Regions from separate parts of the Macaca mulatta genome. Here region 1 is linked to region 2. Evidence: chromatin contacts called from public Hi-C data. All regions are on one chromosome and are shown on one strand. The core of a region is the stretch at or near the end of the contact, and the rest is flanking DNA. Distances in the headings are between cores, read along the strand shown. Region 1 holds the start of SIL1 (SIL1 nucleotide exchange factor). Region 2 holds the start of HSPA9 (heat shock protein family A (Hsp70) member 9).

Evidence for each region. Hi-C and Micro-C count contacts between places; a contact is called where the count stands out from the background.
Region 1: a contact with region 2 is called in a Hi-C map of fetal cortex germinal zone, with 2.7 times the contacts expected there. The contact joins the promoter of SIL1 here to the promoter of HSPA9 in region 2. A contact is called at or near these places in 2 of 14 Hi-C or Micro-C datasets (fetal cortex germinal zone and fetal cortical plate).

Annotation. Positions count from the first base shown.
Region 1 is chr6:148,050,241-148,057,139 of T2T-MMU8v2.0, forward strand. It overlaps SIL1 (SIL1 nucleotide exchange factor), which reads right to left and starts at 4,839. Exons shown (of 10, transcript XM_077937085.1): 1 at 4,740-4,839.
Region 2 is chr6:147,443,165-147,450,741 of T2T-MMU8v2.0, forward strand. It overlaps HSPA9 (heat shock protein family A (Hsp70) member 9), which reads right to left and starts at 4,765. Exons shown (of 17, transcript XM_015140986.3): 1 at 4,602-4,765; 2 at 3,429-3,487; 3 at 3,130-3,217; 4 at 1-85. The coding sequence starts at 4,682.

The DNA of each region.
Region 1 (6,899 bases), core at 3,589-6,088, 610 kb after region 2:
TGATAATGAACAGAAGGTTGAAAAATAATTAACTGAACTCAAAGGGTTGAGTCTTAGATGAACCCTAAGGACAGAGTGTTCATTCATTTGTATAATGGTCATGGGTAGGGTAACTAACTTGTCCTGGTTTGCCCTGGACTTTCCTGCTTTTGGCACTAGAAGTCCCATATTTGGATATCCCTCTGTCCTGGGCAAACCGGGATGGTGGTCCACCCTTCTCATGAAAGAGATCAATGAAGGCATTCCCATTTCACAAATGAGGTGACACCAAGAAACACAGTGGTTGTCATGGATTCACAGCACTTTAGCAGCATTCCTGAGGCAAGGCTGGCTCTTTCCATTTGTCTAGTCCTATGCTGACAACTCTCTGCCCCTGACTTCTACTTTGGCAGAGAATGTTACTCACAAATTGATTATGCCACTTCCTTCTCAATACCAAAGCCAAGGGCAGTATTAGGAGGATGAGGGCAGACATGGCCAGCCAGCACAACCACACCCTTGTCTTACAGCTGCCTGGTGGAACCTGAAGGAACTACAAGTCTGGGCTGAACATAGTTTTGTTGCTACTGGATTCTGGGTAGAAATTTGCAAAAGTAAGAATGCCAGGTATAAACTCCTCACAAGCTAGGAAAATTCCATGAGGTTCTCCACATATGTCTAAGCAGCCCAAATCTTTTATAAGGTTTTCATCCCAAAGATGAACTCAGTTATTGCTTATGCTAGGAATCAGGGGCTACCCAAAGCCTCACTCTGAATGGCAACAGGCTATTCTCCTACTCCCCTACTCGGCAGTGAAATCCTTGGTGAAAGTAAAGGAAGAAAAGAAAAGGGCAGGCTATTCCCTCTTTAGACTATATATAATTAAAATGCAAGGCTTTCTGCTGTAGAAGACTAAGGTTTGCAGTTTAAGGCTGACTCAGAAAAGGATAAAGTATTCATCCTTGCTCAGAAAGAGAGAAGATTAGCTCCACAGGATGGGTCTCCAAATGGACACCGAATCCAGGAGTTAGAGATGGCTGTGATACAGAGCATGATCCAAGCACCATCTGGAGCCCCCAGAGAAAAATGCCTAGGAATAGTAACCAAGGGACTAGCATTGTAAGAGCGTTCAGATTAGCTCTCCTGAAAAGAGGCTTACTCCAAGAGACTGGCCGACAGCCTCTGCAGCAGAACTTCACTTAGGAAAGGATAGAAAATGAAGAAAGACGGGGGGAGGCTGAGCAGGTCAGAGTATGAATCCACAAGCATGTGAAAAAGAATATCCACCTCTTTCGAAAAAGGTACAACTTCCTTTTAGAGACTTGTTTGTTTGTTTTTTGTTTGTTTTTTGAGACAGAGTCTCTCGCTCTGTCACCCAGGCTGGAGTGCAATGGCACGATGATCTCGGCTCACTGCAGCCTCTACCTCCCAGGTTCAAGTGATTCTCCTGCCTCAGCCTCCCGAGTAGCTGGGATTACAGGCATGCGCCACCACGCCCGGCTAATTTTGTATTTTTAGTAGAGACGGGGTTTCTCTCCATGGTGGTCAGGCTGGTCTTGAACTCCCCACCTCAAGTGATCCACCCACCTTGGCCTCCCAAAGTGCTGGATTACAGGCGTGAGCCACCGTGCCCAGCCAGAGACTGTCATGTTCTTTTGAATATTCTCATTAACAGCAAATCTTCAATCTTTGAGGGTGAAAACATTTATTGCATTCCTATGTCCCAAGAGCTTTCATGGGTAATTACCTCATTTAACCACCCTTCAAAGTATTATTGCCACTTTTATGTAGTGGTACATTGAGCCCCAGAGGTGAAGTAACTTATCCAAGGTTATGTGGCTAATAAGTGGTAGACTCAGAATTAAAACTCATGTTCACCGCCCTCCAAAAATCTGTTATTTCCACTTCAAAAGAACCGTTAACTCATCTGAAGACAAGTCAGGTGACAAGGTTGCTTACCCATGCCATTCGGGGTTAAATATATATAGGCTGTATGCAGTGGCTCACGCCTGTAATCTCAACATTTTAGGAGGCCAAAACAGGAGAATTGCTTAAGGCCAGGAATTCGAAAACAGCCTGGACAACACAGCGAGACCCTGTCTCTACAAAAATTAAAATTACAAAATTAGCTGGGCCTGGTGGTGCACCCTTGTAGTCACAACTACTTAGGAGGCTTTGGTGAGAGTATTACTTAAGCCCAGGAGTTCAAGCTTGCAGTGACCTATGATTATGCCACCACACTCCAGCCTGAGCCACAAAGTGAAACCCCATCTCAAAAAAAAAAAAAAAAAATACAGGAGAATGGCGTGAACCCGGGAGGCGGAGCTTGCAGTGAGCTGAGATCCGGCCACTGCACTCCAGCCTGGGCGACAGAGCGAGACTCCGTCTCAAAAAAAAAAAAAAAAAAATACAGTATGACTCAATATATTAAAGGAACTGATCTCTCACATGGTTCAAAAAGGTCTCTGAAAACAATTCCAGAGGTGGATTTTCAAAACTGCCTTGGACAACAGCCAAATCACTTAGGGGATGCCACCCTCAACTCCCACCACCTACACCTGCACACACCACTCTAAAGGAGAACATTCATTAGTGGATTAAGTTTCCACATGTCTGTTATTTTAAAATCCATTTTGTTACCTTTCGGTTTCACTTAATCAGCCTTTTCTCTTGCCAATGAAACACACCAGGGCTCACAGTTGGCCTCAGTAGAGAATAGCTGGCCTTCAGAAAACAGGGAAGAAGTAAGTGGGAATCAAAGTACTAGGCAACTTTTCATTCCTGGACTTCCACATCCCTAGTAACATTTCCATCACCTGTAAAATGGGAGCAGAAAGTCTCTTCTATTGCCAATTTCATTAAAATAGCACATGTATTCATGAGCAGATTAAATTCACTAAACATCTGAAAGACAGGTGAAATAAATCTGGTGTGGTAACACCATCTTAACCCGAGGGCCATGTTCTCAACTAAAACCACACACCAAGTTCTGACCCACGTTGTATAAATATCAATCCCAATATCGTTACACTCCGGCTCCCATCAAAATCCTACCTAATCCCCAAATCTGGCTATATTTTTATCAGAAAAGAAAAAAACTTGGGTGGGGTGAGAGCTGAAAAGACACACACATAACAAAGTATCTTTCACAATGTCAAAAAACAAACAAACAAAAAAAAACCACCTATTTATAGGCCAGGCGAGGTGGCTCCTGCCTGTAATCCCAACACTTTGGGAGGCCGAGGCGGACAGATCACCTGAGTTTGGGAGTTCAAGACCAGCCTGGGAGAAACCCTCTCTCTATAAAAATAGAAAATTACGGTGGCTCAAGCCTGTAATCCCAGTACTTTGGGAGGCCGAGACGGGCGGATCACGAGCTCAGGAGATCGAGACCATCCTGACTAACACGGTGAAACCCCGTCTCTACTTAAAAAAAAAATACAAAAAAACTAGCCGGGCGTGGTGGCGGGCGCCTGTAGTCCCAGCTACTTGGGAGGCTGAGGCAGGAGAACGGCGTAAACCTGGGAGGCGGAGCTTGCAGTGAGCTGAGATCCGGCCACTGCACTCCAGCCTGGGCGACAGAGCGAGACTCCATCCCAAAAAAAAAAAAAAGAAAGAAAGAAAAGAAAATTAGCTGGGCATGGTGGCGCATGCCTGTAATCCCAGCTACTCGGGAGGCTGAGGCAGGAGAATCGCTTGAACCTGGGAGGTGGAGGTTGCCGTGAGTCGAGATGGTGCCATTGCACTCCAGCCTGGGAAACAAGAGCCAAACTCCGCCTCAATAAAAAATAAAAAAACTGTTTACAAACACATCAGTTTCGTCTCTTAGCAAATATGTAAATTTTATTCTCCTCCTGTCTACTTAGTTTGGGTTAACTTAACCGCCTCCCCATCTCTCAGAACAGTTTTGTGTTTTTATTTAGGTTTACTGAGGTGGGAAAGCCAACTGAAGCCAGGCATTTAAAAATATTAGAAAACTGATCTTACATATATAGGTAGTCAAATATTTTTAAAAGACATCAAATGGCATTCTAATTCCTCCGGTGCAAAGAAAGCCCCAGCCTCACAGGTGTTACCATTTCCTGATTCCTGGCTTTTCCCACTCAAGAGTCCCATTCCAGGAGCTCATATGTCAAGTCATTCTCTCCTGACTTCTGAAGCAGGGATTTTCAAAGCCAGGATTCCGGGACTACCTGAATGAGAACCCCCTGGGGTACAGCTGCCCACGCACCACCTTATCCGAAATCCCAGAGAATGGAGTCCAAGGCTTATGCACAAACCCCCCAGATGATCTGAGAGATAACACTAACCAAAGTCTGTAACCTCTAAAGGCAAATTTTCTAGGACAAAGAAAAACAAGCATTAAGAGAGTGACAATAATTCCACATGGGAAGAGACACACGGGTCAACACCCAAGCCACCCCTTCAGACAGATACGGAAATTTAGGCCGGAAGAATCAAACAGTCAAGGGCACTAAAAACAGGTGCGGAGCCAAAGCCAATATCGAATTTCCACGGCCTCATCTCCCGCCAATGAAGAGGTGAATGGAGACATTCTGAGTGGGAAAGGTAAGAAAGGTGGGCCTTCGGCAGGGTGCACCGGGCCCACTTGGACGTCCCGCTTTGGAGACAGTAGTGAAGATGTGTGGGTCCCGAGAACACTGCTGAGAAGGCGCCGAGGCCGCCGGCAGGAGAAGGCCCAGGAAGCGCCCTGAACCCCCAGCCCAGCTCCAGGGCCGGGCGGCCCTCACCGCCCCTACCTTCGGCTTCCGGCAGCCGAGTGGCAGACACAACCCCCACAATTCCAGGCGGCCGCAGCGGCGACCAGCTCCCCCTGCGCAAACGCGGCGGCGACAGTCTGAGCCCGTGAGCTGGCAGCTGTTACGCAGCTCGTGGCCTCGCCCAATCGCGGGCCGACAGAACAGCGCGCGGCACCCCCGACCACGCACCAAGGTGGGAGCACCGCCCCTAGCACCGCCCTCTGCAGACTCTGCACGAGCTGCCCCAGCGCCCCTCTGCTGGTAGAGCGAGGGCTGAAGAGATACGTGCCACCTGCTTCTGCTTCCAGGCTGCAACCGCGAAGTTTCCTCTCTGATTTTCGAACAGTGTAATTTCTTTCTAGCGGAAGGACCCTCAGAAAGCAATCAGAGGGGTGCGGGTAAAAATAAATCAAGTTCTTGTGACTCAGTTTGGGACATAAGCCGAGAGTCTCCAGCAATAAAATTTCTCGCAAATTCATGCAAAATACGACACCTGTAAGTCACTCACTTTATATACTTGGGCAAATTTTTTACAAGGACCAGTTATTTAAAAAATAACATCAGGTGGCCAGGCGCAGTGGCTCACACCTGTCATCCCAGCACTTTGGGAGGCCCAGGCGGGCGGATCACTTGAGGCCAGGAGTTCAAGACCAGCCTGGCCAACATGGTGAAACCCCCCCCCCTTCTCTACTAAATATACAAAAATTAGCCAGGCGTGGTGGCGGGCGCCTGTAATTGCCGCTACTTGGGAGGCTGAGGCAGGAGAATCGCTTGAACCCACGAGGCAGAGGTTGCAGTGAGCTGAAATCGTGCCACTGCACTCCAGCCTGGGTGACAGAGTGAGACTCTGTCTCAAAATTTAGTAAAATAAAGATCACTTGCAATTCTGATTTTTGTTTTTAATATGGCATCTCACTGTGTCCCCCAGGCTGGAATGCAGTGGCACAATCTTGGCTCATCGCAGCCTTGACCTCCCAGGCTCAAGGGATCCTCCCCCTCAGCCTCCAGTAGCTGGGACCACAGGAGCGTGCCGCTGTTGCCAGGCTTTTTTTTTTTTTTTTTTTTCGGACAGGGTCTCACTATGTTCCCCAGGCTGGTGTCAGTGCAGTTCTAATTCTGCTGTACCAGTGAATATAATATTTTCTGTGCCAGGTGCTGCATACATATTTTATTTACTTATAACGTCCTCTGAGCAGAATGGTCATCCCCTTTTTATAAATGGGGAAGCTAAAGCTCAAAGAGGCTAAAGGAGTTACACAAAGTCATACAGTCAGGAAGTGATAGAACTGGGAGTTAAAGCTAGATTTAGGTGCCTCCAAAGTCCTGTTCTCTTTCCACTGTTCCACCTTCAGACCTTGCCCTTTCCTAGACGTGCTTAACCTGATGAATAAAATGACTGCCCCCTCCTGCCCTCAGAGCCCCCACACAGTGATTCCTGGTCATTCGTGAGTGGAGAAAACAATAATCCAGACAGTGACCTCCCCAAAGGGCAAGTATTCCCCAATAGCTAACAACCTATCTCTGGACTTCCTTTCCCTTTTCCATGTACTCTACGAACTTCTACCACTCAATTTACCTTCTTGATTATGTTTACTTCAAGCAGATGGGAAACTGACTTCACAGCCACTGAGCAAACCTTGGTTACTAGTATGGGAAGGGAGAACAAGCCCCTGGGCAGTAGTTCAGTGAACAGTGCCAACTTATGAGAAAGGTCTAGATAAAACACCTGGGGCCTGATTTGGAAAGAGAACAGCTCACTTTTCCCCTGGAACACCCACGAGACCAGTGAGAAGAACTGGGCCTAAGAATAATTCTAGCTTATGTCACTGCCTAGTACCATAAGTACAGATAATAAATGTTCAACAAATATCTCATGAGTGATAAATTACAGAATGAACATATAAATTATAAGAGACTGGCACAAGTTATAAAAAAGATATTAATAAAGTGCTACAAGAGTAAGAGCCTTAAAAATAGAATAAGCTCAAATCTTCTCATAGCATGAATAAATGAATGCTTGGGCCAAGAGAAGAGGCCAGCTGAACACAGCTGCCAGCGCTCAAAGTGGGGCCTTTCTCCTTGGGACAGATCTAACCAGCTTAGGTATGTGGTAGGAAAGGGATAGTCTGTCTCCCACTGCCACCCCAGGTCCGGTCTCCA
Region 2 (7,577 bases), core at 3,515-6,014:
CCGGCATTCCGACAAGTCGCTCACCATCTGCTGTAAAGGCCACAACTGAAGGGGTGGTTCTGGCACCTTCGGCATTCTCCAGCACCTAAACTCCCAAAATGTGACAGAGTAAGTTTGTAGTTATCACTGGTACCTTTTTTGAGACAGAGTCTCACTCTGTCGCGAAGGCTGGAGTACAATGGCACAATCCTGGCTCACTGCAACCTCTGCATCCTGGGTTCCAGTGATTCTCCTGTCTCAGCCTCCCTAGTAGCTAAGACTATAGGCGTGCACCACCACGCCCAGCTAATTTTTTGTTATTTTTTAGTAGAGATGGGGTTTCACCATTTTGGCCAGGCTGGTCTTGAACTCCTGACCTCAGGCGATCGCCCGCCTCAGCCTCCCAAAGTGTTGGGATTACAGGCGTGAGCCACTGCGCCCAGCCTATCACTGGTATCTTTGCAGCAATCATTTAAGACACAAAAACAGCTCCCAAATTATGAAACAAATGTGCATGAACAATACTGGGCACGCTTTACTGCTGATAGTTAATGAACAGTAGATATTTAACATATCTTTAGTCCTTTACTTTCAAACTACCTTTTTTTTTTTTTTTTTTAAGATGGAGTCTCGCTCTTGTCATCCAGGCTGGAGTGCAGTGGTGCGATCTCGGCTCACTGTAAACTCCGCCTCCTGGGTTCAACTCTCCTGCCTCAGCCTCCCGAGTAGCTGGGATTACAGGTGCCTGCCACCATGCCCAACTAATTTTTTTTTTGTACGTTTAGTAGAGATGGGGTTTTGCCAAGTTGGTCAGCCGCTCACCTTGGCCTCCCAAAATGTTGGGATTATAGGCATGAGGTACCGCCTGGCTTTTTTTTTTTTTTTTTGAGACAGAGTCTCACCTGTCACCTAGGCTGGAGCGCAGTGGCACTGTCACAGCTCACTGCAGCCTTGACCTGCCAGGCTCAGCTGATCCTCCCACCTTAGCCTCCAGAGTAGCTGGGATCACACGTGCATACCATTGTGCCTGGCTAATTTTTTGTAGCCCAGGTCTTCAAAAGTGTTTTGCTATGTTGCCCAGGGTGATCTTCAACTCTGACTCAAGTGACCTCCCAAAGTGTTGAGTCCCAAGTAGGACTCAACAGGCTTGGCCCTGATTTACATTTTAAAAGCTGTTTTGGGCCGGGCGCAGTGGTTCAAGCCTGTAATCCCAGCACTTTGGGAGGCCGAGACGGGCGGATCACAAGGTCAGGAGATCCAGACCATCCTGGCTAACACGGTGAAACCCCGTCTCTGCTAAAAAAATACAAAAAACTAGCCGGGCGAGGTGGCGGGCGCCTGCAGTCCCAGCTACTCGGGAGGCTGAGGCAGGAGAATGGCGTGAACCCGGGAGGCAAAGCTTGCAGTGAGCTGAGATCCGGCCACTGCACTCCAGCCTGGGCGACAGAGCGAGACTCCGTCTCAAAAACAAAACAAAACAAAACAAAACAAAAGCTGTTTTGGTTGCTTTTAAGACTCTTGATAGGTGAACCTTTGTAGTGCTGATAATTGTATGTATCTAACTTCCCAGAAAAGGATTTAAATGTGGTATAGAGGTAGGCTACTAATTTACTATTAAGAGGGGTGGGAATGGCTTGCACTGTTTGGTTACTCTGGTAACCACCAAAGTGCTGCATTTTCTAAACTGAACCAAAGTTGGAGGTGCAGAGACAGACTAGAAGTGGAGCTTCACATGTGAAGTAATGCATGTTGTTCACTGGAGCAGGCTATTCCTTTTGAAGCCTCCTTACTCTATATATTGAACTTTTATTCCTATTGGGTTCTTAGCAAGATTTAGAGCACCGGGAATTCTTGACTCTTGCTTCTTCCATTCATGGCCTCTTTTGCTCTCATGCTTCCTCTTTCCCCCATCTCCTCTTCTGAAATCACCTGAACTGTCTATGGTCTTCTAATCCCACTTGTTTGGCACCGAGATTATTCCTTCTCTTGGCCCTAATTTGTGCTTCTTAGCATTTTTCCTATATGCCTGAAATCTGTGGCCAACCCCCCAAAAAATTTAGAAGTAGATATAATTCTCCATGTGGAAGTAACATTGGGTCCCAATATTGGGTATGAAAAACCTGATCTATAGTCTTTTCTTTTTGTCCCAACACTGGGTATGAAAAACCTGATCTATAGTCTTTTCTTTTCTTTTGAGACAAAGTCTCGCTCTGTCACCCAGGCTGGAGTACAGTGATGTGACCTTGGCTCATTGCAACCTCTGCCTCCTGGGTTCAAGTGATTCTCCTGCCTCAGTCTCCTGAGGAGCTGGGATTACAGGTGCTGGCCACCACGCCTGGCCTTTTTTTTTTTTTTTTTGAGATGGAGTCTCGCTCTGTCGCCAGGATGGAATGCAGTGACACAATCTCGGCTCACTGCAACCTCCGCCTCCCGGGTTCAAGCGATTCTCCTGCCTCAGTCTCCTGAGTAGCTGGGACTACAGGTATGTGTCACTATGCCCAGCTAATTTTTGTATTTTTAGTTGAGACAGGTTTCACCATGTTGGCCAGGATGGTCTTGATATCTTGACCTTGTGATCCACTGTGCCCGGCCAATTTTTTGTATTTTTAGTAGAGACGGGGTTTCACCATGTTGGCCAGGCTGGTCTTGAACTCAGGACCTCAGGTAATCCGCCCCCCTTGGCCTCCCATGGTGCTGGGACTGCCGGCGTGAGTCATTATGCCTGGCCAGCCTTGATCTATAGTCATGTTTTTGTTGTTTTAGTTAAAAGTAGTTTCAGGTCAGGCTCAGTAGTTCATGCCTATAATCCCAGCACTTTGGGAGGCCAAGGCGGGCGGATCACTTGAGCTCGAGACCAGCCTGGCCAACACAGTGGAACTGTCTCTACTAAAAATACAAAAAATTAGCCAGGAATGGTGGTTCACGCCTGCATTCCCAGCTATGTGGCCAAGGCAGGACAACTGCATGAACCCAGGAGGCAGAGGTTGCAGTGAGGAGAGATCGTGCCACTGCACTCCACCCTGAGCTATAGAGACCATCTCCCCCCCACCAAAAAAAAGCAAATCAGGTTCTCAAATTCTTTAACTAAGGAAAAGACCACAGAATTCTGGATAGGTTCTGGATAGGGTACTAGTTACCAATCATGCTCACCTTTGCTTGTTTACCTTCCATAACTGCCACGCAGGAGTTGGTAGTACCCAAATCAATACCAACAACTGCCCCCTTGATTGCTTCTGATCTGTAAGACATTTAGAACAACGTCACAGCTGTTGTTATCTTGATAGACCAAAGTCACTTAAAGATAATATTTAATTGGAAAATTAACAGTGGTATACTACATAATCTCTAATACAGATAAATTAGAGAAGAATAGTTAATCACAAATGTAGAAAACACTGCTATGAAGTTTAATATGTATTCCCTCTCAAAGGAAATGAAATTATACTTACGCATAATCCCGCCTCGAAACAATTCTAAAAGCCTCATGACTAAGGCCATTCCAGCCATCCTAAAAAAGAAAAAAACTGACTCAGTCACCAACCAATGTGTATCCTGAGAGGAAAAAAAGAAAACTTGGGCTCATTTAGCATATAAAATACGTTAAGCTACTAAAACAGTAAATATTAAAGTTTCCCAAATAAGTAAGATAAAAAAAGGTAAATAAAAGATGGCCTTAGAATCACATTACAATAGGATTTCTCAACCGTGGCGCTATTAATTTTGGGCCAAATCTTTGTTGTGGGGGCTGTTCTGTGCATTGTAGGATATACAGCAGCATCCCTGGCCTCTACACCCTAGAAACCAATAAGAACCCCAGTAAGTTAGCGACAACCTAAAATATCCACAGACATTGCCAGATGTCCCCTGGGGGAAAACACTTCCCCTGACCTTGCCATGCAATTAGTTTAAGAGAACTAGGATTAGTAAGTCTTTTAAAAAGAAAAATTAAGTAGTAGCCTTCCACTAGGATAAAAGATCTTTATCACGATTTAACTTCAGGCTCCTTCCAAGCCTTCCTTAATGCCCATATACAATTCCTATTCTCCAAAATATTTATCTTTTATTTTAGAAAACAAATAACCACTCCATAGCTTTTTTTCCGCCCCCCGATCTGCTTTTTGTCCTTAAGTAACAAACGAGTAAAATCTTACACCACCGATTTTGAGAAAATGTTGCTAAGCACAAAAACTGGAGTTTTATTTCCGACTCAGGACTTTCTCATCTTAAGATAAGAAAGTTCACCTTATTAACGAGATCCTTACACATTCCGTATTCTGTAGAGGAGCCGAAAACAAAACTGAAAATAGCGGCTTTCCTAATAGACTGCATCCCTCACCCCCAAGGCCAAATCTTTCCATTCAGCCACAGAACGAGCCATCAGGACCACTAGCTGGTAATTTTGAGATGATACTCTAGATCGCGAGGGGTGTGACTCAGCAGGGCCTAAGCCGGAGGCAAAACCTTCCGCAAAATCTTGAGCCGGCAGCGCTACCTACGGAAGGTCCGTCACCTTCCTTCCCGCCTGACCTATCCCGGAGAACTCAAACCCTAAAGGGCGCGCGGCCTGCCGCACCGAGGCCCGAGGCCGTGACCCCATTCGGGAAGGTCCGACAGTTTCTCACCTGGTGGCGGGCGGCCGTAGGGCCCCGGGAGGCTGCGGCTCCCACCAGACGGGCTGCTGCAGCTCGGCTGGCGCTTATCATGGCGGATAGATGGAGGAGTACGAGGCAGCAAACAGGCGCTCAGGCGGCCGGGAGCTGCGCGATGCGGTGGCGGCAGCGCTTCTGGAAACCTCCAACCACGTGGGGTGAGGGGCGGGGGTTGATCACTGCGGCCCAGAGGCCCGCTCTTCCGCTGAGGCGCCGCCCGCGCCGCCTGACCAGAGGATACTCGACTGCGGCTCCCGGAGCCAGGGCGTACAGGTAATATGCTCCGCAGCATGATGGTTGGAGAACGCCTGCCCTCCCGTCCCGGCTGCGGCGGCTCTGGGCCACAAAGAGTCCAGGGGAGGAAAAGGGGTATGAAGGCGGCACCTCGGACAGCCCTGGTCCTCAGCGACAGGAAAGACTCAAGGTCACACGGGATAAATTGCGAACCGATTACAGTCTTCTTGCGTCAGTTGCGCGGAAGGAGGAGCCTGTTGCGCCTGCGCAATAGGCATCCCGCTAAGAACCTGGAGCGCATGTGCCCAGGGAGTGGCGGCAAACGTGGGTGGAGACTAACTACATCGCTCATTGGGTGCTTGAGCGCACGCCAGCGTTGCCTGGGGCGAGCCCGGGCGCGTGCACATCCCGCGGGCGTGAAAGTGTTCCCCCCTCTCGCTCTTGGAGGATGGCGCCATCTTGTCTTGTGGCTTTGTTAAGTGAGGACGTCAGTACTTTTGTTGCTTGGTGCCGCCCGTTGTTCACAACTTGAAATATACTTGGAATGCAGAGCTTAAACAATTTCGTGTTGCGTTTTATCACAGGGGTCTTGGGTTTCCAACTACAAAGCGTTTGGTTCACACATAACATTAGGCCAATTCGCCTGCACAAAGGGGAAAAAAAATAGCTGAGCTTGGCAGGGCGCGGTGCCTCACGCCTGTAATCCCAGCACTTTTGGGAGGCTGAGGCGGGCGGATCACGAGGTCAGGAGATCGAGACCATCTTGGCTAACACGGTGAAACCCCGTCTCTACTAAAAATACCAAAAAATTAGCCGGGCGTGGTGGCGGGCGCCTGTAGTCCCAGCTACTCGGGAGGCTGAGGCAGGAGAATGGCGTGAACCCGGGAGGCGGAGCTTGCAGGAGAAAAAAAAAAAATAGCTGAGCTTCAGGCCCTTTCTCTCCCCACTGTGCTGGGCCTGACTTGAGACTCCTCTGGCCCTTTTCAAACCTTGTGCTGCTGGCAGGATGTCAACTACTACTCTACCCTGTGACCAGTTTTAGGTTTTTGGGGTTTTTTTTGAGACAGTCTCGTTTTGTCGCCAGGCTGGAGTGCAGTGGCGCCATCTAGGCTCACTGCAACCACTGACTCCCTGATTCAAGCGATTCTCCTGCCTCAGCCTCCCAAGTAGCTGGGATTCCAGGCGCGCGCCACCACGCCCAGCTAATTTTTATATTTTTGGTAGAGACCGGGTTGCACCATATTGGCCAGGATGGTCTCGGTCTCCTGACCTTGTGATCTTCTCCCCTTGGCCTCCCAAAGTGCTGGCATTACAGGCGTGAGCCACCGTGCCCAGCCCAGTTTTAGATTTTTAAGAAGAGAATTAATTGATTCAAAAGATATGTTCTGGCGTGCCTACCGTGTCAGTCACTCTTCTAGGTGGTGGGAATACAGCAAAAGCAAAACACGAATGAATGGATGATGACAGATTGAGCTTGATTTTGGAGATGAAGCAATTTGTCCTGGAAGCCCTCTTTCAAAAAAGAGAAATGCTTCAGACTCCCTATCTCTTCAGGAAGATCAGTAATATTAAGTAGTCACCCCTGGGTGAGGAATTGTGAAGGAAATGTTGGAGAAGGTTGGGGAGGGAAAGAAGCTAACTGAAGAGTTTACATTCTGAGGGGGATGGCAGTGGGAGTAAGAAAATAAAGTTTAACGTAACATAGGTTATAGATTATACAGATTCTAAAAGATTTAAAAAAGCCTCCCACACACTCTTAACTGTCAGCTATTATTATATTATCCTCACTAGTTACTTAACACTTCATTTCTCTTGTTTTTTAATTCTCTCAGAAGGCAGGGGTGGCCGGGCGGTGGCTCACACCTGTAATCCCAGCACTTTGGGAGGCCGAGGTGGGAGGATCACTTGAACCCAGGAATTCAAGATCAGCTTGAGCAACAGAGTGAGACCCCATCTTTAGCCTCTGTTGCCCAGGCTGGAGTGCAGTGGTGCAGTCCCAGCTTACTGCTGCCTCGACCTTTCCGGGCTCAGGTGATTCCACTGCCGCCTCAGCACCCCACTCCCCCGAGTAGCTGGGATTACAGACATGCGCCACTACGCCTGGCTAATTTTTGTATTTTTGGTAGAGACGGGGTTTCACCATGTTGCCCAGGCTGGTCTCCAACTCCTGAACTCAAGGGATCCACGCGCCTCGGCATCCCACATGCTGGGATTACAGGCGTGAGCCACTGCGCCCGGCCATTTTTTTTTTTTTCCTTAATTAGCTGGGCATGGTAGCCAGCACCTGTAGTTCCACCTACTTGGGAGGCTGGAGTGGGAGGATCACTTGAGTTCAGGAGTTTGAGAGCAGCCTGGGCAACATGGCAAAACCCCATTTCTACAAAAAACTAGCCGGGCATGGTGGTGCACCTGTAGTCCCAGCTACCAGCTACTCGGGAGGCTGAGGTGGAAGAATCACCTGAGCCAAGGGAGGTCGAGGCTGCAGTGAGTCGTGATTATGATCGTGTCATTTCACTCCAGTCTGGGTGACACAGGGAGACGTTAAAAAAAAAAAAAGAGAGAGAAAGAAAGGAGAAAGGAAGGAGGAAGGGAGAGAAGGAAGGAAAGAAGGAGAAAGAGAGAAAAGAAAGAAAGATGCGGCTGGGTGTGGTGGCTCACACCTGTAATCCCAGCACTTTGGGAGGCTGAGGTGGGTGGGTCACCTGAGGTCAGGAG